3 separate regions of the Mus musculus genome follow, and all the other regions are linked to region 2. Evidence: chromatin contacts called from public HiChIP or PLAC-seq and promoter capture Hi-C data. All regions are on one chromosome and are shown on one strand. Each heading gives the region's core, a stretch centred on a gene start, on an enhancer-like site or on the middle of the called end of the contact. The rest is flanking DNA. Distances are from core to core; before and after follow the strand shown.

Region 1 (3,217 bases), core at 157-2,656, 220 kb before region 2:
AGGAAGTTCCTTGATGGGAAGCGTTCAGGCCAAGATGTTCTTGTTTTGTTGTTGATTTGTTTGAGTCCTGGTTGGCTTGGCCATGCCTCCAATTCGAAGAGATCCTACTGCCTCAGCCTCTGCCTCCGCCTCCCAAATTCTGGGATTAAAAAGGCATGTGCTACCCCCCCCCCCCCAAGTCAGTTGGCGCTTAGGCCTTAAATCAATCAGATTTTCCCTCTTCAAATTTCTTGTATTGAAAAGTTCGCTTTTAAAAAAATTTGACTCCTAAAACTTAGAAAGGTAGACGCAGGAGGATCAGGTGTCCATCAAGCACCATGAAAAGTTCCAGGCCAGCTTGGACTACCCGAGAGACTCTTTCCCAGTGGACGATCGTGGCCAACCTGATCTCCTAGAGAGGAAATAAATGAATGCTGGGATAGGTGAGAGCCGAAGGACTACACTTTGCCTTATTGGATCTAGGGTGCAAAAGAGTTAAGTTTCCCACGTATTTGCCCGGGTGAGAATCCCGGGGCCGGTTACGGGCCGTAAAACGGCGCCGCGCCTTGGGCTCCTTGTCCAGCCCAGTTCCCGCGAGCACCCCTACCCTCAGCCGGAGCCCCGCGGCCCTGGGCTGCGCTCCGCTGCCTCACAGAGGAGACCCCGGCGCCCCGCTCCAGCAGGGCTGGCGGGCGGGCGGCCGGCGCGCGGGGTGGGTGCTCCTCGGTGGCGGCGGGCGGGCCGCTCCCTGCTCCGCCTCCCGCTCCGCCTCCCGCTCCGCCCGCCGCCCGCCCTCGTCTCGTTCGCTCCGCTCTCGCCCCCCATGCGGATGTGACATTTCACGCCGCCGCCATTTTGAGAGCGAGCTGAGCCGAGCCGAGCCGCCGGGCGCCGCGTCCGCTGCCGGAGCCCCGACGACGACGCCGAGGAGGCGGAGGCCTCAGCGCCCCGAGCGCGGCCAGCCGGTCACCCGCCCGCGCAGCCTCAGCGGTCGCCGCCGCAGCCCACACCCGGGCCCGCAGGCTCGCCGCGGCCCGCCCGGCCTCCAGCCTTCCGCGCCCGGTCCGAGGCGGGGCTGACTACGCGGCCCCCGCCCGGCCGCCCTCCGCCCCCGGCCGGCCCGCGGCCCCGCAGCCCCGGCCCCGGCGGCGGGAGGCGGGCCCTGCGGCGGCGGCGGCGGCGGCGGCAGCGGCGGCCGCAGCGAGCGAGGAGGCCGCCCGGCTCGGCCCGCCGCCGCCCGCCCGCCTCGGCGCCGAGATTGGGCGAATCGCGAGCAAGTACGTGCGCGTCTCCCTGCCGCCGCCGCCGCCGCCGCCGCCCGCCGCGGGCCGCCCCGGGGCCGCCGCCGCCGACGACGCGCGGGTAGGAAGAGGAGGAGGCCGCCCCGCCGCCGCCGCCGCCGCCGCCTCTGCTAGCAGCCGCCCGCCCGCCGGGCCCGCAGCCCGGGCCTCCGGCCGCAGGCGAGGCCCAGGCCGCGGCCGACATGAACCACCAACAGCAGCAGCAGCAGCAGCAGAAAGCGGGCGAGCAGCAGCTGAGCGAGCCCGAGGACATGGAGATGGAAGGTGAGGCCCGCAGCGGGGCCGGCGCTTTCATTGTGGTCCGGGCGGCCGCGGGAGCCACGCGAGGGCCTCGCCATCTTTAACCAGGCCGGGCTGCCGCTCGGCCCCGCTCGGCCCGGCGCTTTTGCCGGGCCGGGGCTGCACAGTCATGCGGCCCGGCGGGGGGTGGCCCCGGACCCCCGAGTTCACGCATTGTGCAGCGCACGGGCTGCTGGGCACAAAGCGCCGGAGTCGTAAATTAGGATCGAGGTGTGTTGGCTCCGGGTACCCAGGTTGGGAGGCGGGCCCCGGGGACCGTCCTCTTTCCGGGGTGTGTGGCTCTGGCCAGGCTGGTTGGGCCTGCTCCCCGGCCCCTGAGCTCTTGGGGTGGGTATGGGAGCGGGTGCGCAGGTTCCCCTGCACCTGCTTCTGAACGCGCCCCCGGAGAGCCTCCCCCCAATAACTTCCGAGCGCTCTGCCGGGCGTCGCGCTTAATTGCGGAGACACCTGCAAGGCGCGCAGCTGCCCTCAGCCTTTGGACTTGCTGGGAAAGTACTCAGGTTCGCCTAGTTTATAAGTTACCTGGGCTTGTGGAGGAGTTTGGGTACCTGGCTGTAGGTGGTGCCGTCCACGTCCGGCTAAAAAGTGTGCTTGAAACTATGGAGTTCCGCCGCACATGGCTGGCCTACTGCAGAAGCAGATTAAGTTCTGGAGGTAACTATGTTTTCTACCGGAGCCGCAGGAATTTATCTTGGTACTGGATTTTATACTGTTTGTAGAGCTTCGCTATCAAGGTTTGCTGTGAAAGCGCAGTGGAGGGACTCTGGCTTCGGGATCTCATGCTGGGTTGGTCATTTTCTTTTCTTTTGACTTGGTACTTTAAGTGAAGGCAGTATGCGCGGTTACCTGCCCTAAAGGGGTCAGACAGGCAGGAATCCCAGTGAGGGGCAATGAATGGACCGTTCAGCAAGTGATAGTGGCTTTCATAAATGAATGAAGGTTCCTAGGAAGTTGGGGTAAAACTGTATTTGTTGTGTATGATGTAGCATGCTCTAGGCTAGGAATACTGACTCTTGACCCCCCCTGTGAATAACTTGATGGTGATCAGTGGGAATCAAACAATTGTCTGACCATGCAGCAGAGGGAAAAAGGCCCTAGGGGGCCGGGGGAAGGGGGAAGCTGAAGTTCATGCCAAGGACTAGGCTGTTTCTCTTGGCCTCAGCAAATCAGTAATTTCAGAGTGTCTGGCAAGTGCGATTAAACCAAATAGCTGATGGAACTCACCTTTGGGAGATTAGTGTACTCCTTTTATGCTATAATTTCATGCACGTCTAAAGTGGAGAGTTGCTCGGAACGTGAACATCCGTTTTCCTTTCAAGTCTTCCTCACTGCTCCTCTAGGGCTTTGTGAGAATAAGATTGGACAGCGCTGGGGGGGGGCATATTTCTGATACAGACTGTATCTGGAAAAATGTCTATGTCCAAAGTTTTGACGAGATTAGGGTGGTGGAAGATCTTCACAGGTTTTTTTACCCATGATATCCTGGGCTTCATGCTTGCTTCCCAGAGTTTTCTCGTGAAACTTTCATTTTCTATCAAAGTTAGTATTTGAGTTTTAGTGTTTAATGGGTGTTGTGGCTTTCAGTTTTCTATTCTTGCGCTAATTCTGTAGAAAATGCAGTCTTTCAGGGCTGTGGC
Region 2 (3,352 bases), core at 136-2,635:
TCAGTGACTGGCTGGGTGACCTTGAGCCATTCCTTTCTCTCTGAGCCAGTGCCTCAGTTGGTTCAGGTACCAAATGAACGGTCAGTCTTAATGTAGATGCTCTTTTACATCGTAGGATTGCAGGCAGGGTTAATTGTCCCTCCCAGAGCTGTCCTTTGGCCTCCAGGAAACATCTCTCTCCCCAACCCACATCCCAGATCCAGAGAACAGGCCAAGATTCAATTTTTTCCTGTCTCCTGACCTGCCCCCACCAGACCTTCTCAGGCTAGTGTGAGGGAGGCACACAGCTAAGCCAACAGTGTCCCTAGACCAGTGGACAAGCCCAGCAGCAGCCTTCTCTTGGCCTAATGCCCAGGGAATTCCATCAGGCAATATCCACGGGACTTGATGGGGGCAGCCCCAAGAAACGAACAGGGGACCCTTGGAAGTGGGCCAACAGCTCTTCTCTATGTTGATAGCCCTTTGTCCAGGCGGAGAGAGACCTGCGTCTGTAGGGTAACACTGAATAACAGACTTTTACATTTGTGTTGGAGGTGGGGGTGGAAGGGGGTGCCTGCTGGTCCTGCAGTGCCAAGGCCATCTGTGCTCTTAGAGTTTGGAGGCTCTAGGCCTGGGAAGTGGAGGCCCCTAAAAGCCTTGTTTAGGGGGTTATGGCTTCTCCTATAGGTGGGAAGAGACTTCATAGGAATAGAAGAGAAGTCATTTGTCCCCAGAATCCAGCACCTAGTTTCTGGAATGGGCATGCAGGTGATTTGGCCTGGGATGTCCTTGTTGAAAGGAGGGTCTTACTCTCCAGGACTTTCACAGTTGGGGAGGGATAGGACCCTTCTGTCGAGCTGTGTCCTCAACATTCCAAGGAGACAGAGAGAGAGAGAGAGAGAGAGAGAGAGAGAAGCAAGAGAACCTAACTTAGATTTTTAGGAAAGGGAGGAGATGAGAAAGGGTCTAGATATTAGCGGAGGCAGGACTCCACTTGGGGGGGGGGGGGGGACTCTATTCCAAGGACTAAACGAGGGAGGGATTTCCCCCTCCAGCCAGTGGGCAGGACGGACGGCCCCATTTCTGAAGGTTACACGAAGCTGTTTTGCTTTCTGGGGCCTGGGAGGTGGGAGACCCTTTCCTTTCGGAGCAGGATCCCGCGTACTGGTTGGATGGAGGGCCCGGATTCTAGAGGAAGATGTCCTTCTCTGGCTTCCTTCAGAAGGGCGAGCCACGCGCGTACAGACGCGTCGCACTTACCTCCAGGCCCGGGCTGCGATCTACAGGCTGCGATCCGCGGGCCGGACTTGCGCGATCACCTTCCGATGCTCCTGGCTGCGCCTGGCGTCTGCTCCGCTTCCCCCAGCGACTCACCAGGCTCCCAAGCTTCGCCGAGCCACCCTGGCCAATCAGCACCACTGCCTCTAGCCCTTGCTTGCGCCTCAGCCAATGAGAGCACCCGCCATGGGCCACCGCCCCCGGGGGGAGGGGGAAGGCGGGGCGGGGGCAGAGTCCGACCTCCGTGGATAGGATGCGCCCGGGGGTCTCCGAGGAGGGCCGCGAGGGCCGGAGCAAGGGACTTGGGGAGAGGCAGCCGAAGGATCCCTAGCAAATCTGATGGGGGCTAGGAGTCCTCTCCTTACAGGAGGGAGGGACTTTGCAGGCTAAGGCGAATCTTCAATGTACTCCCACCCCACATCACTGTTTTAAGATCCTGGGAATTGCTGATGAATGGAGCTGAACCCCAACCCCGACCTCTGTGCTTCGGATCTGGTCTCTGGAACCTGAGAATCCGGGGCCCTGAAACAGAACTAAAGCACCTGTCGGCACTGGCCCTCCATGCCACCTTCTGGTGCATCAGTGGTGCACAGCAGGTCAATAAGAGTGCTAAACTGAGAGTCAGGTCAGGACTCAGGACAGGTCTCTTTCCCAACCCTTCCTCCATTTCCTTAATGGTAAAGGAAGGCAGAATTGGTTCTATCTCTTTTATGAGTAGAAACAAGATCTTAGATGTAATAGAGATGTGTTCAGAAAATTGAAGATGCACTGGAAACCAGTTAAAACGAATATGTGAGTGACCAAGTCCCACACCTTTTCTTTCATTAAAAATAAAATTTATTTCAATCACGTGTCTATCTGTCTATGTATATGTGTATGGATGCTGGAGGAGGCTATTGGAATCCTGGGACTGCCTGGAGCTGTGGATACAGGTGGTTGTGAGCTGGCAGAATGCGGTGTTGGGAATAGAACTCAGGGCCCCTGCAAGAGCAGTGTGTGGCCCTAGTTGCTCAGCCATCTCCTCCCCCTTTCTCCTTTTGTCTTTCTTATTTCACTTATTTATTTGTTTATTTGTTAGACAGGGTCTCTCTTCATAGCCCTGTCTATCCTGAAACCTGCAATATAGACCACCCCAGCCTCCAGGTCACAGAGATCTGGCTGCCTCTGCCTCCAGAGTGCTGAGGTTAAAGGCACCACCATGCCTGGCTCCTTTTTCATTTTTTATTTTTATTTATTTGTTTATTTTTAAAGGGAGGGAGGATTTATTTTAGTTTGATGGGATGCAGTGTGTGTTGCTCACTTGCTTGCTTATATTTAATGGTCTTATAACTTTCCAACGTTATTTGGACACAAGGTGTTATCACTCATTGATAAAATCAAAGTTGCAAACATTTAACCACCTCTAGGATTTTCCCAGGCAACTGTGTCATGATCTGGCCAACTTTTACAGAGCCTGGAGGTCCCTGTTGAGTCCAGGAATCCAAGCAGCCTCATATATAGTTATTATGGATTGTAAACCTAGAAATAAAGGGATCAAGATAGGCCAGAAATAAGCAAACAAATGAAACAACTCCAAGTAAGCAATCCACTGCGATCCCTAACTGAACCCCAAAGAGACAATGACTAGACTAAGGAGCAGGTGAGAGCCTAGATCCTCGGTCCCTTGGGAACCCAGAAGGTCCTGCCAGTTGCTATCCAAGTTATCCCTATCACCTGACCCAAGGAATTTTCTGGAGGCTGTGTTGTAAATCTAGCACTTTCTTCTTAAAACCTAAGCCTGCTGATAATCCATTTATTGCTTGCCCAAAGAGAGCAAATGGACAATGAATACTTTGTAAAGAAAAGCAAGTTAAAGCAAAAGGATGGGAACGCCTGTTTTTCAGACCCCCAAGATGGCTCTGGCCTTATCGCTTTCTGTGGGCTTTCCAGGAACTGTGCAGTTTTGTGTACTGCTGCCTCAGTCTCATCTCAGCCATTCTTGAGAGAAATTGGATATTTCCACCTTAAAAAACTTACAGGTGTGGTGGCACACACTTTTAATCCCAGCACTGGAGAGGTAGAGGCAGAGTTGGAGACAGAATGTTCTGCATAGTGA
Region 3 (3,128 bases), core at 405-2,904, 140 kb before region 2:
GGCAAGGCCTGGAGTCCACCTGGCACAGTGGGAGACACTGGACCTGCAGGTAGAACACAGCATCTGGGCTGGCTTGGAACTGCTACAGCCAGGACAGCTAGGGGCTCCAGCATTACTGGAGCCAAGTGGGGAAAGCAGCTCTCAGAAGCCAAGTTCTCTGCCAACCTGGGGTAGACACCCTTTTGACACTGAGGGTTAAAGTGACCAGACTGAGAAGTGAGGTATGGTGCTGTCCCTTCAGTGGGCTTCACAGCACTGCCATAAAACCCAAGGATGCCACAGGGTGAGGACCTGGCATTCTGCTGTGGGTGTGGACAGAGTAGGGGCAGCCAAGGGTAGGGCAGTGGAGACATATGGTGGTTGGGCACTGGGAAGCTGCCTGGGAAGTGTTCTTGGAAGGCTGTCCCCGAGCTTCTGGAGGACACACGTGCACTCTCCAAGAAGAGGCTGGAGAGCACCCCTGCTGCTGTGGCCTTAGGTACTGCGTCTGCTACCTAGGTTGGTCAGCCTGGGGGTTAAAGAGGACTGCAGTGAGGTGCTGCTTTGCTGGGTCCTCTGTCCTCCCCTCCTGCGGTGACAGGAAAGCAGTCTGGCTTTAAGATATAGCAAATAGAGATGGCCAGCCAGGCCAGTGCAAGTGTAAACTGTGGGATCAGTTGTCACTTGGTCAGCTATCTGTCAGGCAGCAGGCCACACTGTCGTCTGTGGCTCACAGAGGGGAAGCTGGCTTGAAAACAGAAACATTAACCCTTTGACAGAATAGTGGTGTTCCTTCCTGCCTCAGCCTCCACCACAGGTTGCAGACGGAGCATGTCACAGAAGTCTTCAGTTCTATCCCAGGTGGGTAACTCTGGGTGGCTGCTCTCTTTCATCATCAGATGCCCCTGTTTGGTGGTAAGATATGGGTGTGAGCACTGATGGTTGCAGGTTTTCATTAGACCTTAGCAGGTGTGGGTGCATGTAATCTGCATTTGTAAGGCAGAGGCAGGAAGACCCTGAGCTCAAGGTCGTCCAATGGGTCCACACAGCAGGGTCTGGGGCAGCCACAGCTACACAGTGAGACCATGTTTCAAAATAGAATCCTGGGCTGGAGAGATGGCTCAGTGGTTAAAAGCACCCTCTGTTCTTCCAGAGGTCCTGAGTTCAATTCCCAGCAACCACATGGTGGCTCACAGATGGTATCTGTAATGGGATCTGGTGCCCTCTTCTGGTGTGTCTGAAGTCAGCTACAGTGTACTCACATACATAAAATAAATAAATAAATCTTTAAAAAAAAAAGGAAAAGAAAAAGAAACCCCCCCACCCACCAGAACCCACACTTTAAATTCCCCAAAGCATAAGGGACCCAGGTATATTCTTGTTTTTCCCTCTATCATATGGTAAGAAACTTTCACAGAGCAGCATGTATCCTCTCAGCTCGCTCTTACACCATGGGTGGGGAGAAACATCAGGTAGGAGTTACTTCTGTCTCTGAGGTCCCTGAGTCGTAGGCTGGGACCCATGCGAGGCAAGCGTCCCCAACCCAGAGCCACCAATCTTTTTGTTTTGTTTGAGACATGGTCTCATTCTGCCTCAGCTTCCTGAGCACAGATTACACACGAGCCACCACACCCAGCCACCACACCCAGCCACAGCCATCTCTGATAAACTCTCTCCCTTGGGGCTGCTGCTGGTACTGCATGAAGGTGTGGCTCATTGGCAAGCACAGCAAGCTGACCTCTGGCACTAAGTGACCCCTGCCCCTGAGTGACCTTTCAGTGTTGTTGGTCAGTCCGGCACTCCTCGGGTCAAGGGAAGAGCCCCTCACAGATCCTGCGTGTGTCTTCGGGGGCCGTCACTGTGTAGCCCACAGTTCTGGGGTCTGTGAAGATCTCATGGTCATTGCCACCCTGCAGAGAAACAACAGAAGCAGTGGGCTAGGCCTTGTCTTGCTCTATGGCTACTGCAACCCTGACGCTCCCATCTTAGAGAGGTTTCTGCACTTAATCTTCCCTTGGTTTCCAAGGCTGACATTTTAGCAGCAATGAGCAAGTTGTCTAACCTTCTTGTGAACTGCAATCGAGCTCAGAAAAGGTAATTATGCTCACGATCGTCATCAGGCTGCCTTTGTGAAGATCTGTCTAAGGCTCGTTTTTTCTTGTGAAAAGACAGTAAATGACAGTATCTCACAGCTATCAATTTGTCTTTGTGCCCACACTTCTTCTGCAAGTCACAGGAGCGTTGGTGGGTAGGCAGCCTAGAGTGGGGCTGCTTATGCCCTGTGACAATGAACATGGCTGCTCAGTCTGCCCACTGCCACTGGCCACATAGGACAACTGAGCACTTGAAGTGTGGCCAGTAAGAGAGGGAAGTGAATTGAGTTATTCAATTGTGTGGTATGTGTGTTTATGCATGCATAGGCGGAGGTTGACTGCGTGTCTTTCTCAGTTGTCTCCATCTTCTTGAGACAGGTCTTTCACTGAGCCAGCTAGATTACCTGGCTAGAGAGTCCTAGATCTACTCGTCTCTGCCTCTCCAGTGACCATAAACCATCTCCCCGGCTCTGAGCTTATTCTACCATCATCATGAGCACCAGCATCAGCATCTTGAGGAAGTTAGGCTTCATAACCAGGCTAGTCTCAAATTTAAGAGCTCTGCTTTAGCCTCCCTAGGGCTGGGATTACAGACACAGGCCACTGTCATGACACTGCAATGGCCCAGTAACAGTATCCGAGCAGACAGGAAGAAAGAAGGCAGGGTGGGGACTACAAAGTAGGCAGCAGTCTGAGTGAGTCCAGCAGCAGGTAGAGAGATCTGCACAGGAGTCTCAGAGGAAGTCTCAAGTGGGATGGGCGTCTGTAAGCACAGGACCTCTGTAGAAAGCACACAGCAGGCACTTGGAAGCATCCACTGCAAAACACACAGGGACTGACTTCATATCCCGCCTCGGCCCTTACCATCTGAGCGTCAGTCAGCAAACCAATCCCTCTTACTCCTTTCAAAACTGGAAAGAGTAAGAGTTACTGCCCTAAACTTGCCCTAAACCTTGGATTCTATGAACAGCAAAATGTCCTGGTTGAATCAGCGCAGGCAGTGACTGCCCACTGTGAGGCTGTGCCCGGAGCACCCCTCTCCTGAGAACCACATGC

What was found. HiChIP or PLAC-seq counts read pairs in DNA pulled down with a chosen protein or histone mark. Capture Hi-C pulls out chosen DNA fragments and counts their contacts.
Region 1: a contact with region 2 is called in a promoter capture Hi-C map of adipose tissue. The contact joins the promoter of Usp7 here to the promoter of Abat in region 2. A contact is called at or near these places in 4 of 39 promoter capture datasets (cranial neural crest, hematopoietic stem and progenitor cells, liver and 1 more), 2 of 484 Hi-C or Micro-C datasets (the G1E-ER4 cell line and uterus) and 2 of 9 other capture datasets (adipose tissue and liver).
Region 3: an H3K4me3 HiChIP or PLAC-seq map of embryonic stem cells shows a contact between it and region 2, with 6 times the contacts expected there. The contact joins the enhancer-like site here to the promoter of Abat in region 2. A contact is called at or near these places in 22 of 39 promoter capture datasets (the 3T3-L1 cell line, 3T3-L1-derived adipocytes, the C10 cell line and 14 more), 4 of 484 Hi-C or Micro-C datasets (the G1E-ER4 cell line, embryonic retina, nephron progenitors and 1 more), 18 of 115 datasets of contacts at active chromatin or transcription factors (craniofacial prominence, embryonic basal ganglia, embryonic forebrain and 13 more) and 4 of 9 other capture datasets (adipose tissue, embryonic stem cells, liver and 1 more).

The regions. Positions count from the first base shown.
Region 1 is chr16:8,736,531-8,739,747 of GRCm38.p6, reverse strand. It overlaps Usp7 (ubiquitin specific peptidase 7), which reads left to right and starts at 1,406. Exons shown (of 31, transcript NM_001003918.2): 1 at 1,406-1,544. The coding sequence starts at 1,463.
Region 2 is chr16:8,511,462-8,514,813 of GRCm38.p6, reverse strand. It overlaps Abat (4-aminobutyrate aminotransferase), which reads right to left and starts at 1,385. Exons shown (of 16, transcript NM_172961.3): 1 at 1,240-1,385.
Region 3 is chr16:8,654,312-8,657,439 of GRCm38.p6, reverse strand. It overlaps Pmm2 (phosphomannomutase 2), which reads right to left. Exons shown (of 9, transcript NM_016881.3): 8 at 1,752-1,889; 9 at 1-884. The coding sequence ends at 1,788. Among named protein-coding and RNA genes, the nearest start is that of Carhsp1, 16 kb to the left of the region's middle. Within about 2 kb of position 1,654, at least 34 of the 459 cell types and tissues checked have an H3K27ac peak or open chromatin away from gene starts, as enhancers often do. A contact at or near this core is called in embryonic stem cells and stem cell-derived anterior neural progenitor cells, where this site is marked.